Regions from separate parts of the Capsicum annuum genome. Here region 2 is linked to region 1. The links are chromatin contacts, called in public Hi-C maps. All regions are on one chromosome and are shown on one strand. The core of a region is the stretch at or near the end of the contact, and the rest is flanking DNA. Distances in the headings are between cores, read along the strand shown.

The links. A called contact is a pair of places that touch in the nucleus more often than the background predicts.
Region 2: a Hi-C map of bud shows a contact between it and region 1, with 10 times the contacts expected there. The contact joins the promoter of LOC107875276 here to the promoter of LOC107873768 in region 1. A contact is called at or near these places in 3 of 5 Hi-C or Micro-C datasets (bud, leaf and placenta).

What each region holds. Positions count from the first base shown.
Region 1 is chr6:226,893,463-226,899,893 of UCD10Xv1.1, reverse strand. LOC107873768 reads left to right here and starts at 3,528. Exons shown (of 1, transcript XM_016720712.2): 1 at 3,528-4,175. The coding sequence starts at 3,528. The coding sequence ends at 4,175. It overlaps LOC107875267 (protein transport protein Sec24-like CEF), which reads left to right and starts at 2,168. Exons shown (of 26, transcript XM_047414255.1): 1 at 2,168-2,337; 2 at 3,313-3,403; 3 at 5,007-5,851. The coding sequence starts at 5,033. It overlaps LOC107874555 (non-specific lipid transfer protein GPI-anchored 5), which reads left to right. Exons shown (of 3, transcript XM_016721319.2): 2 at 67-168; 3 at 350-647. The coding sequence ends at 498.
Region 2 is chr6:227,056,527-227,063,057 of UCD10Xv1.1, reverse strand. It overlaps LOC107875276 (non-specific lipid transfer protein GPI-anchored 5), which reads left to right and starts at 4,055. Exons shown (of 3, transcript XM_016721923.2): 1 at 4,055-4,580; 2 at 4,822-4,866; 3 at 5,001-5,334. The coding sequence starts at 4,265. The coding sequence ends at 5,113. LOC107874558 (non-specific lipid transfer protein GPI-anchored 5) reads left to right here. Exons shown (of 3, transcript XM_016721324.2): 2 at 661-762; 3 at 944-1,261. The coding sequence ends at 1,092. It overlaps LOC107875275 (a long non-coding RNA gene), which reads right to left. Exons shown (of 2, transcript XR_007056879.1): 2 at 6,054-6,519.

The DNA.
Region 1 (6,431 bases), core at 2,279-4,778:
TTAAACTCTTATAACATCTACATGTATAATGAACTAACTAATTGTTTTGTGCATAAAAAAAAATAGCTGCAAATGGACCAACTGCTTCAGTACCAGCAAGTTCTCCTACAGGTTCAACTACCCCATCCGATTCCTCTAATGAAATCCCAGCAACTCCATCAGGAACAGGTACAATTCAAATACAAAAAATTATCATCTCTCCTATATATAAGAATTTTAATTTAACATGCTATATCACTTACATAACAATTACTTGTAGTTGACCTAATAGTATAAAAATTATTTTATATTGTGCTAGTGTAAGTAAGTCAAATAACTCAAACGCGCGCAAATGCTTTCATTGGTGTAGGTACTACGGGTTCTAAAACAGTTCCTTCAACACCTGGATCATCAGCAGCAGCAGGAAGCAACACAAAAGTTTCTATGACTACTACTTTAGTTGGATTATTCCTCCTATTTGTTACATCATCATTTGCTTTGACTACAAGGGGATTCTGAGTTTTTGGAGAAAATGTTATTTTTATGTCAATCTTGTATTACTAATATTAACTGTTATTATTATTCTTTTGGTTCCTTTGTATTAGGAGTGTCATGCTGATTGTAATTTACCTATATATTATTGTTGTGGCTTCATTTTGAGTGATTAATTATTGTTGTTCTTTAATTTATTTATCCTTTATTTTCTTGGCAAAATGTGGCTTCATTATAAACTATTGAACTGAAAATGTTACGTAACTACTTAGAAAGAAAAAAAAAAAAGGGTTTAGCGGCGGACAAATTATGTAGTTGAATAGCAAAATTCGTCCTTAATCCTATTTAGCCAGTAATTTTTGATAGCTACGAGCAAATTAGTGATAGATTCGTGACAAAATGCATAACTAATTCCAGTAGTTTTGTGTGTATATATAGGTACTTTTATAAAAGAGAAAAAAAATATTTAGCGGCAATTAGTTCACGGCAATAGCTTATAGCAGCTGAATTATTTTTTTAGAAGCGATTATTCGTGACAATTACATTCTTAGTATTCTTTGCAAATGTCCTATAGCGATACTGGATTAGGTGACAACTAACTAATGCCAGTAAAAATTAGTTTAACATTTCTTAATAACGTGTATATTTATTACCTCTAAAAGTCTTTATTATTATAGTGATAAATACTTACCTACCTAAAATAGTTTAGCTTATTACACTGATTAGGTTAGTACTGTTATTAAGTAGCCTAATCTACAACATAACTCTCTAAAAATATAAGCTTTGATCGCGTGCATGATAGAACATATAATGTTTTAATTAATAATGTAATGAAAGTTCTTGGCCAAATGATTATTTAACAAAGAGTAGACAACAAAATTCACAAATAAATAATTGGCTCGTATTTGATCATTTGGAAAACTCGATTAATTTATCAGATTGTTAAATAGAGATAGGTTAATATTTTAACTTAATAAATTCTAAACTTTTCCTGAACCCATAGCTCAATTTAGTTATTGAATTTGCATTTAATGAATTTATATTTAATGAATTTCTTAATATAAATACTATAATTTCGCTTGTAATTGTAGATCAAATTTATCTAATTTTTACATAATGGCGAGCCTTCTCTCGAGGACAATTGGGACTAAAGTGTCATTATGTTGAGCACTCAATTCCAACTCTATTGGGAACTTTAACAACTTCATCCATTCATATTCAACTGAGTATTATATTAATACATTAAATCTTTTGCTATATACGAGACTTAAAAGAAAATCAAATAACTTTACTTGTATTTATGTTAGAAACTATTTTCACGATGTAAAAGAAAATTGACTTTAGGTGGCCAAAGGAAAAAACGACTAACCTACAAGTAGGGCTGTGCAAAAACTGAACCGATCGATAAACTGAACCGATAAAAATACCATTGGGTTATCGGTATCGGGTTATTGGGTTATTGATTTGTTATTGATTTTATAAAGAATTTTATTGATTAACCGGTTCGGTTCCGATTTTGATCTATTAACCGATAACCTAATAAGAATACAGTAAAAATACTATACTATCCCTGTTTAATTTATTATTTTATTAATAATAAAACTTAATGGCCCAACCCATTATTCAACAAAATAAAAATCTGTTTCAACTTTCAGCAATCCATTACTCTACCCGGCCCAACCTTAAATAACATATATGATAATTGATAAGTAGAAAAAGTAGGTTTCTAAATGAGAAGTTTCCAAGTCCACATCTCATCTCCAGTTCTCCACCGCCTCTTACTCTTCTGCTCCTGTTTTTGTTGTTGTAGCTGATCGATCTTACAGCTTCTCCCTCTTGTTGACCTGTTGCTTTCATCTTACTAAGGTACTGACTGAGATTCCCTTGATTATTTACTCTTTGATTTGCTTTTTTGGCAAAATCTTGATGCTTTCCTCTCCATTGAGAAGATGTCGTCCCAGAACCGGTCGTGAATTTCTTGTGCTGTTTTGATGAGAACTGTGATTACTATGAATGAACCCAATTTATATATGTTTTTGAGAAAACGATCTATGATGGTTGGAGTCTTGTCAATTTGGCAGGTTCAAACTGTTTCATGGCCATTAATGATCCCTTTCTGATGGCCATGAGTTTGTGTGATGGGACTGTGGCGTCCTCTTGTTTGTGCCGTGGGGTTATAAATAACATCACGATGTTAATGGCAAAGTTCAAGCTAGTGGTTGCCTCTTTATCTGTTGTGCTTGGTCACCACAGATTCCTGCCAGATTAGTAAATGGTTTAAATATGTCCTTGATGAACCAGAGTGTCACTGTTCCTTGCATCCCGCTTGTGACACTTTCATAATTTCACTCACAAACGGGGTGCAAATTGTACAATAACGCCGCTGGACCTCAAAGCTAATTTAGAATACGACTTTAGGTCCATTTCAGATCCGGAGATTCACGTTTCGGAAAAGCTTTAGTGGTCGTTGAATCTATGGTGGCTCCATAATACAAAGAGAACTTACAACCATACTATTAAGTACAGTACTATTAGTATTTTTAGGTTGGGGAGGAAAATCTCATCCTAAATCACACTGTCCAGACACTCTGCTTCACTAATACTTCCTGACATCAGGTAATTTTACTTGAAAATGAAATTTACAACTTCTATTTATATGAAAGAAAGTACAATTCTTAGTTTTTTGTATTGGAATAAAGTTGATTTACATACGAATATTGCCCTGAAATTGAGTTGTAGTAGTTGTGTTTTGCAGTTTTCGTTTTGGGTGTTTCGGATTTGAGTTACTGATTTGTTTTCCTATATGTTTTTTTTTTTTTTTTTTTTGTTACTGGATTATAGATCTGAAGAAACTGAAGGGTGAAAGTGGTGATTGTGGATGAATTTTATGTATTGGATACAGTGATAGTGATTTTGATTTGCTGATAATCTGGTGATTGACAGTCTATTTAAAGCATTTCAAAGCCCCAATATGAATCTTTGACCTCTGTTGTTTCTTGTTAGATCTTCAGATAGTGAGTTATAGTTGAATTTGATTGAATTGGTTGTTGTCGGAAATGATTGTTGTTGCTCAGCATCGGAATCAGTTCCATGGGAGAAGCAGGGCACATGGTCCTGCTCGATTTGGGTCATATGGTTCACCTCCTTCTGGTGGGTTTAGGGAGGTAAATTGTAGGGCTTTTGAGTCCAGAGCAGGTTTATTTCAAACCCAATCGAAGTCTGTCAAGAAACCTGTCAACAAAAGAGCCTCCTCGGGTTTCTTGTCTCCCCAAAAGCGATCACCTTTAACACCACTGCCTGTTAATACTGTTAAGTTTTACTCTGAAGATCAGAAGAAATCAAGAAAACCAGGCAGAAGCAACACGATTACTATACCATTTAACCTCAATGGGGATGTTGGTTCTAGGAATGAGAATTCCTTGAGTGATGAGTTTCCATTCTCTGAACTATGGGCAGGGCCAGCTTATTCGAATTCTCCTCCTCCTAGTTCTCTGCCCATGCCCAAGTTATCCCTCAGGCCTAAGAGGGCTGCCTCTCTTGAATTTCCTGTTTCAGCATCTGATATTGATTTACGTCCCTTCGCCAAATCTGCACCAGCAACCCCAACCAGGGAGCGCAGCCCTTCTCCAGGAATTGTATTTGACAGTATTGACTTTGCGACACAGACTCTTCGTCGCATGCTCAACCTTGAAATTACAGATTAATGAATGTATGGTAGGAGTGCTGAGTAGCAGCTAAATATGGGGTTATATAGTTTTCGTATTAGGTAATAGTAGATGGTACATATGGTGAATAAAACAGTTTTTAGTTCAAAAGTTATCGTTTCACGTAGTGTTTGTCACGGTAGAGAGCAGCTTTAGCTCAGCAGTGAAGCTTCAACACCTGTTAACTGTGGTTGTTTAAAGGAAATTCGACATGAGCAATGACTGGTTGGTTGACTGTCTTTGGATACATTTGAAGTCCGTGCATTATGTGCAGATGTGGTTAGACTATGTGAGGTTCAACAAATGGAGTATGTGTGTGCTTGTGCATAGATAAGTAGAAGAAGCTGGGTGTTGAGTGGGATGCCCCTATAGATGTACAGAGAGCTAGAACACAATAAGTTGCTAACTAGCTAAACAGGGATGACATGCATCGACATACCTACCCGCTTTAGAACTAGACACACACCATAAAGGGAAGAGAACAGCAAAAGTAGGGCTGCATATCGGTCGGTTCGGTTCGGTTTTGAAGTTTATCGGTTTGACAATATGGACTATATTTCCTAATGGTTTAGCTTTATTACAAACCGATAGTCAAGATGAAGGAGGAGGGGGGGAGGGATAATATCTGATGATTTTTTTTTTCCCAAAAAGATGTATTGTCTAGTTATTTTTATTTTGTGATTGATTTTATGGACTTGTTTTCCTTTGAATCAATATGTTTTGTTTTGGCTTGCTGAATGTTTGATATAGTGAAGATTGCTGTTCTTATTTTTTGTTTCTGTTGATTTTATCTATTTATTTAACCTTTTTTTTTTCTCGCATCTGTTCTAGAGTTTTGGGAAATTTGGAAATAATCAATGGCAGCTCCAGGGGGACCTAGACCAAGGAATGCGCCTCCACCCAATTATAACCCTAATGCACTTGCTGATGGTATGCAAAATCTACAAGTAAATAGGCCCAATCAGCCACCAGGTGCTCCTAGGCCTAATACCCCATTTGGGCAGCAGCCACCTTTTGCTGGTGGACCACCTGCTAGTCGTCCAGGACCTCCACCGCCTGGTGTGTTCCCAAGAGGCCCTGCACCTCCTAGTGGTCCTCCACACACTGGATTGTCTCCTCCCGTGGTTCAGTCTGTTCCTCCCTTTACATCTCGGCCACCTCCTCCTGGTGTAATGCCTCCTTCTATGGGTGGTGCACCCCCGCCACCTGGGTCTTTGCCTTCTGGATTGGGTCCTCGTCCCGGGTCTCCGGGTCCTTTTTCTTCTTCGCCGTTGACAACAGGTCCTGCTGTGCCGCCACCATCAAGCATTTCTAGCTCGGTTAGTAATGGGCCACCGTCAGGTGGTCCAGGAATGATGCAGGGTGGAACACGTTTTCCTCCTCCAAGCAATGCAATGAGGCCACCATTTGGAGCTCCTCCACCAGCTATGGTTTCACCAGGCGCTTCTTCTCAGCCTTCAGGCATGCGCTCACCCTTTGGAAGTTCGTCATCTGTCAGCACGACACCAGTTACAGCACAACCACCACCACCATTTTCAGGATCATTTCAGAATGTGCCACCTCCTCCAGGTTCCTCCCCATTTGCAGCACCTTCTCAAGCCATGCCTCCACCCATGGGCGCTCCACACATGGGTGCTCCTTATGGAACACAGTCGTGGCAACTGCCACCCCATCAGGTGATCTTTATATGCCTATCTTACTATGCCTATCTTACTGTACTTGTTTTGCAAGGTGAATTCTATGTATTTTCCCAAAAGAAAAATTTGATATTATGTGCAAATGTTATTGAAGGAAAAATAAGAACTTTCCCTAAACCCATTAGCGAAGTGTAATTTATTTTGTAATCTATGGAGCTGAGAGATATATTTAGTTCTTGCCTGTGCTAGACTACAAAAGAAGTCCTAGGATTTGTATTTTTAATTTGCACCAACATCTTTTGGATCAACAAGCCACACAAGATGCGTTTTTAATCAAATTCTATGCGTGTATTTATTATATTTAATAACCAACAAGAAATGTTGGCCTGTTGGGTTCTGGCATCAAGGAATTACAATGGTTCAAGGGGGCTAATGTTGAAGAGATGCTTCATGACTTTTAGGATAGAATGATCAATAATATTCAGAAACCGGTTACTGTTTGGTGCTGTTGATGAGTAATGTGAGAATGATATCGAGACTCTGTTAATGACCAATTGGTAATACCGGAAAATTTGTTGTGGAAGTAGTAGGGTCTAAAAGTGAAGAAAAAAGCTACACT
Region 2 (6,531 bases), core at 2,806-5,305, 160 kb before region 1:
CATTCCACAGTCGAACTTCTCTATAATGATGTTGTTTCTTCAGATATTTCTTGGTTGATCATGTAGCGAAATATTGTTATAAAGAGCATATGATATTACATAACATGAAAATTGATTAAAAACTTGATTGTTATAGTGAAATGTTGTTAATACGGTCTGTACTAGGCAATATTTAAACAATGAGTTTAACTTCTATTAACACGACTCACAATGCAGAAGAAAATGTTATATTATCAAGCCATGTAAAAGATAATTACAAGTAACGTATCTGTCCAATGAGATTAATATAGAAATAAGGCAGTTAATTAATCTGACCTAATACAATAACTTTAAATACACTGACAGAGCTGGCAGAGCTAGAATTTAGAACTCATATATATACTTCAAATCATAGTTCCGCCAATTTTAGTATCGTTAAGTCCAAATTTTGTGTTTTTATATATTCACATATATACTAAATATATATAAAAATTTAATTCGGAACCCAATACTCGATATTTCTATTTTCTATGCTTCAAATCATAGCTCCGCATCTAGATTCTGTTGGTTATAAAAATTATTTACACCACAAACATTTATAATGATTGAATTAATTAAACTTTTATAACATCTACATGTATAATGAACTAACTGATTGTTTTGTGCATAAAAAAAAAATAGCTGCAAATGGACCAACTGCTTCAGTACCAGCAAGTTCTCCTACAGGTTCCACTACCCCATCTGATTCCTCTAATGAAATCCCAGCAACTCCATCAGGAACAGGTACAATTCAAATACAAAAAATTATCATCTCTCCTATATATAAGAATTTTAATTTAACATGCTATATCACTTACGTAGCAATTACTTGTAGTTGACCTAATAGTATAAAAATTATTTTATATTGTGCCAGTGTACATAAGTCAAATAACTCAAACGCGCACAAATGCTTTCATTGGTGTAGGTACTACAGGTTCTAAAACAGTTCCTTCAACACCTGGATCATCAGCAGCAGCAGGAAGCAACACAAAAGTTTCTATGACTACTACTTTAGTTGGATTATTCCTCCTATTTGTTGCATCATCATCTGCTTTGACTACAAGGGGATTCTGAGTTTTTGGAGAAAATGTTATTTTTATGTCAATCTTGTATTACTAATATTTACTGTTATTATTATTCTTTTGGTTCCCCTGTATTAGTATGAGTGTCACGTTTGTTGTAAATTTACCTATATATTATTGTTGTGGCTTCATTTTGAGTAAGTCGCAGGAGGGTTCTTTAATTATTTATCTTCTATTTTCTTGGCAAAATGTAGCTTCATAAACTATTGAACTGAAATTGTTACGTAACTACTAAAAAAAAAAGTTTAGCGGCGGACTAATTATGTAGTTGTATAGCAACATTCGTTCCTAATCCTATTTAACGAGTAATTTCTGATAGCTACAAGTAAATTAGTGACAAATTCGTGACAAAATAAGTAACTAATTTCAGTTTTTTATGTGTGTATATATAGGTAATTTAATATACAAAAAAAATAAAAAAATCTAGCGACAATTAGTTCAAGGCAATAAGCTTATTGTCGCTGAATTATTTTTTTAGAGGCAATTAATTATTAGTGAAAATAATATTTTTAGTATTCTTTGTAAATGTCCTATAGTGACATTGGAGCCGGTAACAATTAACCAATGTCAGTAAAAATTTAGCACTCTTTATTAACGTATTTAATATTACCATTAAAAGTCTTTATTATTGCAGTGATAAATACTTATCTACCTAGTAGTTTAGCTTATTACACTGATTAGGTTAGTACTGTTTTTAAGTAGCCTAATCTACAACATAACTCTCTGAAAATATAAACTTTGATCATGTGCATGGTAGAACATATAATGTTTTAATTAATAATGTAATGAAAGTTCTTGGCCAAATGAGTATTTAACAGAGAGTAGAAAACAAAATTCACAAATAAATAATTGGCTTGTATTTGATCATTTGGAAAACTCAATTAATTTATCGGATTGTTAAATAGAGTCAGGTCAATATTTTAACTTTATAAATTTTGAACTTTTTTTTAACTCCAATTTAGTTATTGAATTCACATTTAATGAATTTCTTAATATAAATATAAAATCTAAACAAAAGCTATTGAGCCATCTGACTACGTATAAAATATACTATAACTTCAAATCTATCTAATTTTTACATAATGACGAGTCTTCTCCAAAGAACAATTGGGATTAAATTGTGTCATTATGTCACACTCAATTTCAACTCTATTGGGAGCTTTAGCAACTTCATCCATTCACATTTAATTGATAATTATATTAATACATTAAATCTTCTGCTATATACAAGATTTAAAAGAAAATCAAATAATTTTATTTATATTTCTGTTAGAAACAGTTTGCACGATAACTTTCTTTTGATTTGTATACAGAGAATGTGAAAATTGACTTTAGGTGGCCAAAAAAAAAGAAAACGACTAACCTACCATGCCGACCTATTGAGTTTGACTAAACCATTGATGAGCATTTAAAATTTAGGCAGCTTCGCTGGAGCTTTTTGCACCGTCTACACTTTTGTCCTTATGCTAAAGAGTGTAATTATATTGATAGAATAGAACAAAAAAAAATCCATGAAATAAGCTAAAATAATTATAAGCAATTATTTATGATAAGTAAGATTAATACTAATACGTAAAAATAAGATAAATAGCCTGATATAATAAATAAAATATATTAATACAGACAGACCTCTTTATGAGAGGCAGAACTATATTTGCTTTAGAGAATTCATTCGAACCCTCTTCGAGGTAAATATAATTAAAAAAAAAATATGCATATATAATAGATATTGAACTCCCTTCCATTAATTCGTATATTTACTTCTGAACGACCTCATTGAAAATTTTAACTCTGCCACTGCTCTCTATAACGTCACATCATTATAACATCATTTTCCCATTGTAGCTTGATTTTCTCCAAAATCACTTTATCGTGTTATATTTTACTTTTCTATAACTGCAATGACGCTTATATAGCGATACAATCTTTGTAACATTTCTTCTTTATAACAACATACTCAAATACTATATAATAATTTATAAAAAATATATTATGTACAAAATAAAATACCAAAAATATTAATGATAATCATCATAGTATCATGAACACAGTAAATTTCAAGTACGAATATCTAATTTAAAGAAAAAAATTATATTTAAATGATGCACATCAATTATTTCATAAATTCACGAAAAAAAAGACTACTAATATTTACTTTTTTGTTATATATATATCTAAAAATTACACAAATACACAACTTATATTTTCAATATTACAAAAAATTCCAACTCCCTAAACATATTACAAAAATCTCACATATACACAAACTGCTATGTATATGTCAGCTATATTATATTTATTCATAGGGAGAGAGAGTAAAGTAATTATGGGAGAAAGTGTAATTACTTTTAAGAGATTGGTATTTATGTTATTTATAATATATATTCATGTCTTTTCTAATTTTGCGTATTTTTATTTATAGAAACTAAATGAGATTTGAACATCATATATAATAACACCTCTATATTGCAGTCACGATACTTTCATATAAATGTTGCCACTATAGAGAAGTTTGACTATATAAAGATTATTTGAAAGTATATACTTTCGTCATTATAATTTATATGATTTAGTTTAAATTTCACAAAGTCTTAAAAAATGAAACTTATGATCTAAGACGTGTTAATACTTGCATGGCTTTGAAAATATATATGTTAATAAAATTTACAACTCTATAATGGGTAATATGAAAACAGGGAAAATTAATTAGTATTTTCTAACTCAATAAAAGCATCATTCTTTTTTTGAATTTGTATCACATGGACCGTATATATTTTAGTTTAAAAAATCCTTTTTTAAGCTATACATAATATAGTACTACTCTCTTAGATTTGCTGGAAGATAAGCTACAATTGTTAACCAAAAATTTGACAGCTAGCTACTTTTTGAAACGTGTAGACTATAGAGTGGTGTTTGTCTATATGTTGTCAATTATAATAAAGTCAGAATGTGGGAAGTAAAATTAATAAATGGTGTATACACATGGATTCGTTATAAAGGTAGCCAAAGTTTGGTCACCCACATAACCCCCATCTGTCCTTACTAAAAAATTTATTGCACCATCTTCCCCGTTATAAACACTGTCATTTCCATCAAATGCTCCAAAATTTAGCAGCAGACCAAAGTAAGATATTGAGAAGGAATTAAATTAAATTGAAGAGAAAATGAAGATGTTAACAAGTGCAGTTTTTGTGGTTTTGGCTATTATTGCAATACAAGTTAGTGGTCAATCAGATGATTGCCAACAAGTGATAGTTGGATTAGCACCATGTTTGGATTATATACAAGGGAATGCCACAAAACCGTCATCAGGATGTTGTACACAACTAGCCACTATTGTGAAAAATCAGCCACAATGTTTGTGTCAAGTGGTTAATGGTGGTTCTGCATCTTCTATGGGAATTAATGTGAATCAAACACAAGCTATGGCTCTTCCAAAAGCTTGTAATGTTCAGACTCCCTCTGTTAATATCTGTAAAGGTAAAGCTAAGCTCATCAACTACACTGCTTTTTTCGATTTTTTATTTATTTTTTTGGTTCAAACTCTATATATATATTATGAAAATACTTATACAAAAGTCTCACCTCATAGTTGGTCCCGAAAAGGATTGGGAAACTACATTTTTAATAAAAAATAATTTATATTGTGACAAAAGACGCTTGCAGCTGGAGATTTTTCGAGTTTTTAACTTGTTTTCTCTGTCAAATATAAACATTTCAGCTACTACTCCATCTGGTTCTCCAGGGTCTCCTTCTACTCCTTCAGGTACGAGTACAAATAGAACTTTTAAAAAAAAAAAAAATGTATAATGATATAAGAACAAAACCAGAACTTTACGAAAACTAAGTTTTTGGATGTTTTTGATGTATAAATAATCTGTTGTATACGTTTTTTGGCAGGTGGATCTAAGGGTGAACCAAGTGGAAATTCAGGATACAGAGTCAAGCTGCCATATTCTCTCTTGTTTACCCTTGTAGTTGCAGCATCATTTGCCACGGTATTCACCATCTAAGCTCCACTATTGTTTGTATTGTGTTTTGGACTACTTTGGAGTGTGGAGTTTGTCAACACTTAGCTTACTCGCTTACTCGCTTACTCTTCTCTATAATTTTTGTATACCTTTGGTTAAGTTGATGTAAACTTTGCAATTCACTACTAGGCAGAGGCTTTGATAATCTCTGTTAAATTTTGAGATGTACCAGACTCTATTATCAAGATAAGAGTTAATTTCTAGTGGCGTACTCATGTTGGATAAATCTATTCCTTTTCATACGACTAATACACGGCAACTACTCCTAAGTCACAAATTTGTGGATCTGATTTAGGGCAGGTTCAATGGTCAATTGGACTTGGTATTAATGTTAGTTCAACTTAAAACTCTTTCGAAAGCCTGCTCAAAATGATATGCATAGATTATTACCATCTAAATTACTTGCAGATCTAATGTACACGAGTAAAAATCCAAACTGTCAATAGATTCTGCTCTGGTAGAAAATGTTCGATCCATGACTAAATCAGTTCGTACTCGCTCGCACAAAGAAATACGAAACAATATTACTACCAATATTTTCTGTTGTCATCGTCCCTGTACGTGCTGCATGCTAAGATCAATCATGCACGACTAAAAAATACAGATTAACTGCTCTCAGCTTTGCCATCTTGACCCAGTCCGACTAAAAAATACAGATTAACTGCTCTCATCTTTGCCAACTTGACCCAGAGCGACTGAACGTATCACGACTTGAATGAAGTTTTTGGGGACAAAAACTATGAAGAAATCAGTAGATACCGGCGTGCATTTCTTTTAGTCGTCTCAACACTGAGAAAGAGTTGTCATTTGCCAAGTACAACAGAAGCAGTCTAAAAGTGAAAAAACATTTCTGATGCCATAAGAGGTGGGCATGTTCATGTAACAAGGAAAATATTATGCATGATTCAGCAGCAGCATAGACTTCTCAAGCCAAACAACAGTATTAGAGAAACAGAATAACAAGTTCCTAAGTTCCAAGTACAAAAGTAAAAGCTCTTAAAACTTAAAACATCAACATAACTAGAAAATCACTGCAGTACTCTACAGCAGCATAGACTTCTTAAGCCAAACAACAGAATTAGAGAAACAAGAATAACAAGTTCCTAAGTTCAAGGACAAAAGTAAAAGCTCTAACAGCAGCACAGACTTCTTAAGGCAAGCAGCATAGACTTCTTAACAAGAAGTTCCTTAGATCAAGGACAAACGTAAAAGCTCCAAAATCCAAAACATCGGATAACTAGATAATCACTGCAGTAGTAACTACCAGATTTGTCGAAGGACCCAGAGACTGCAAGTATCCTACAGCAAAATGAAAAACAACAAGTGGTGCTACCATGGTGAGCACAGAGAGAACATCCACTTCAACAAACTTCTTCGAACAGCGCCAACTAAAAGTGTTA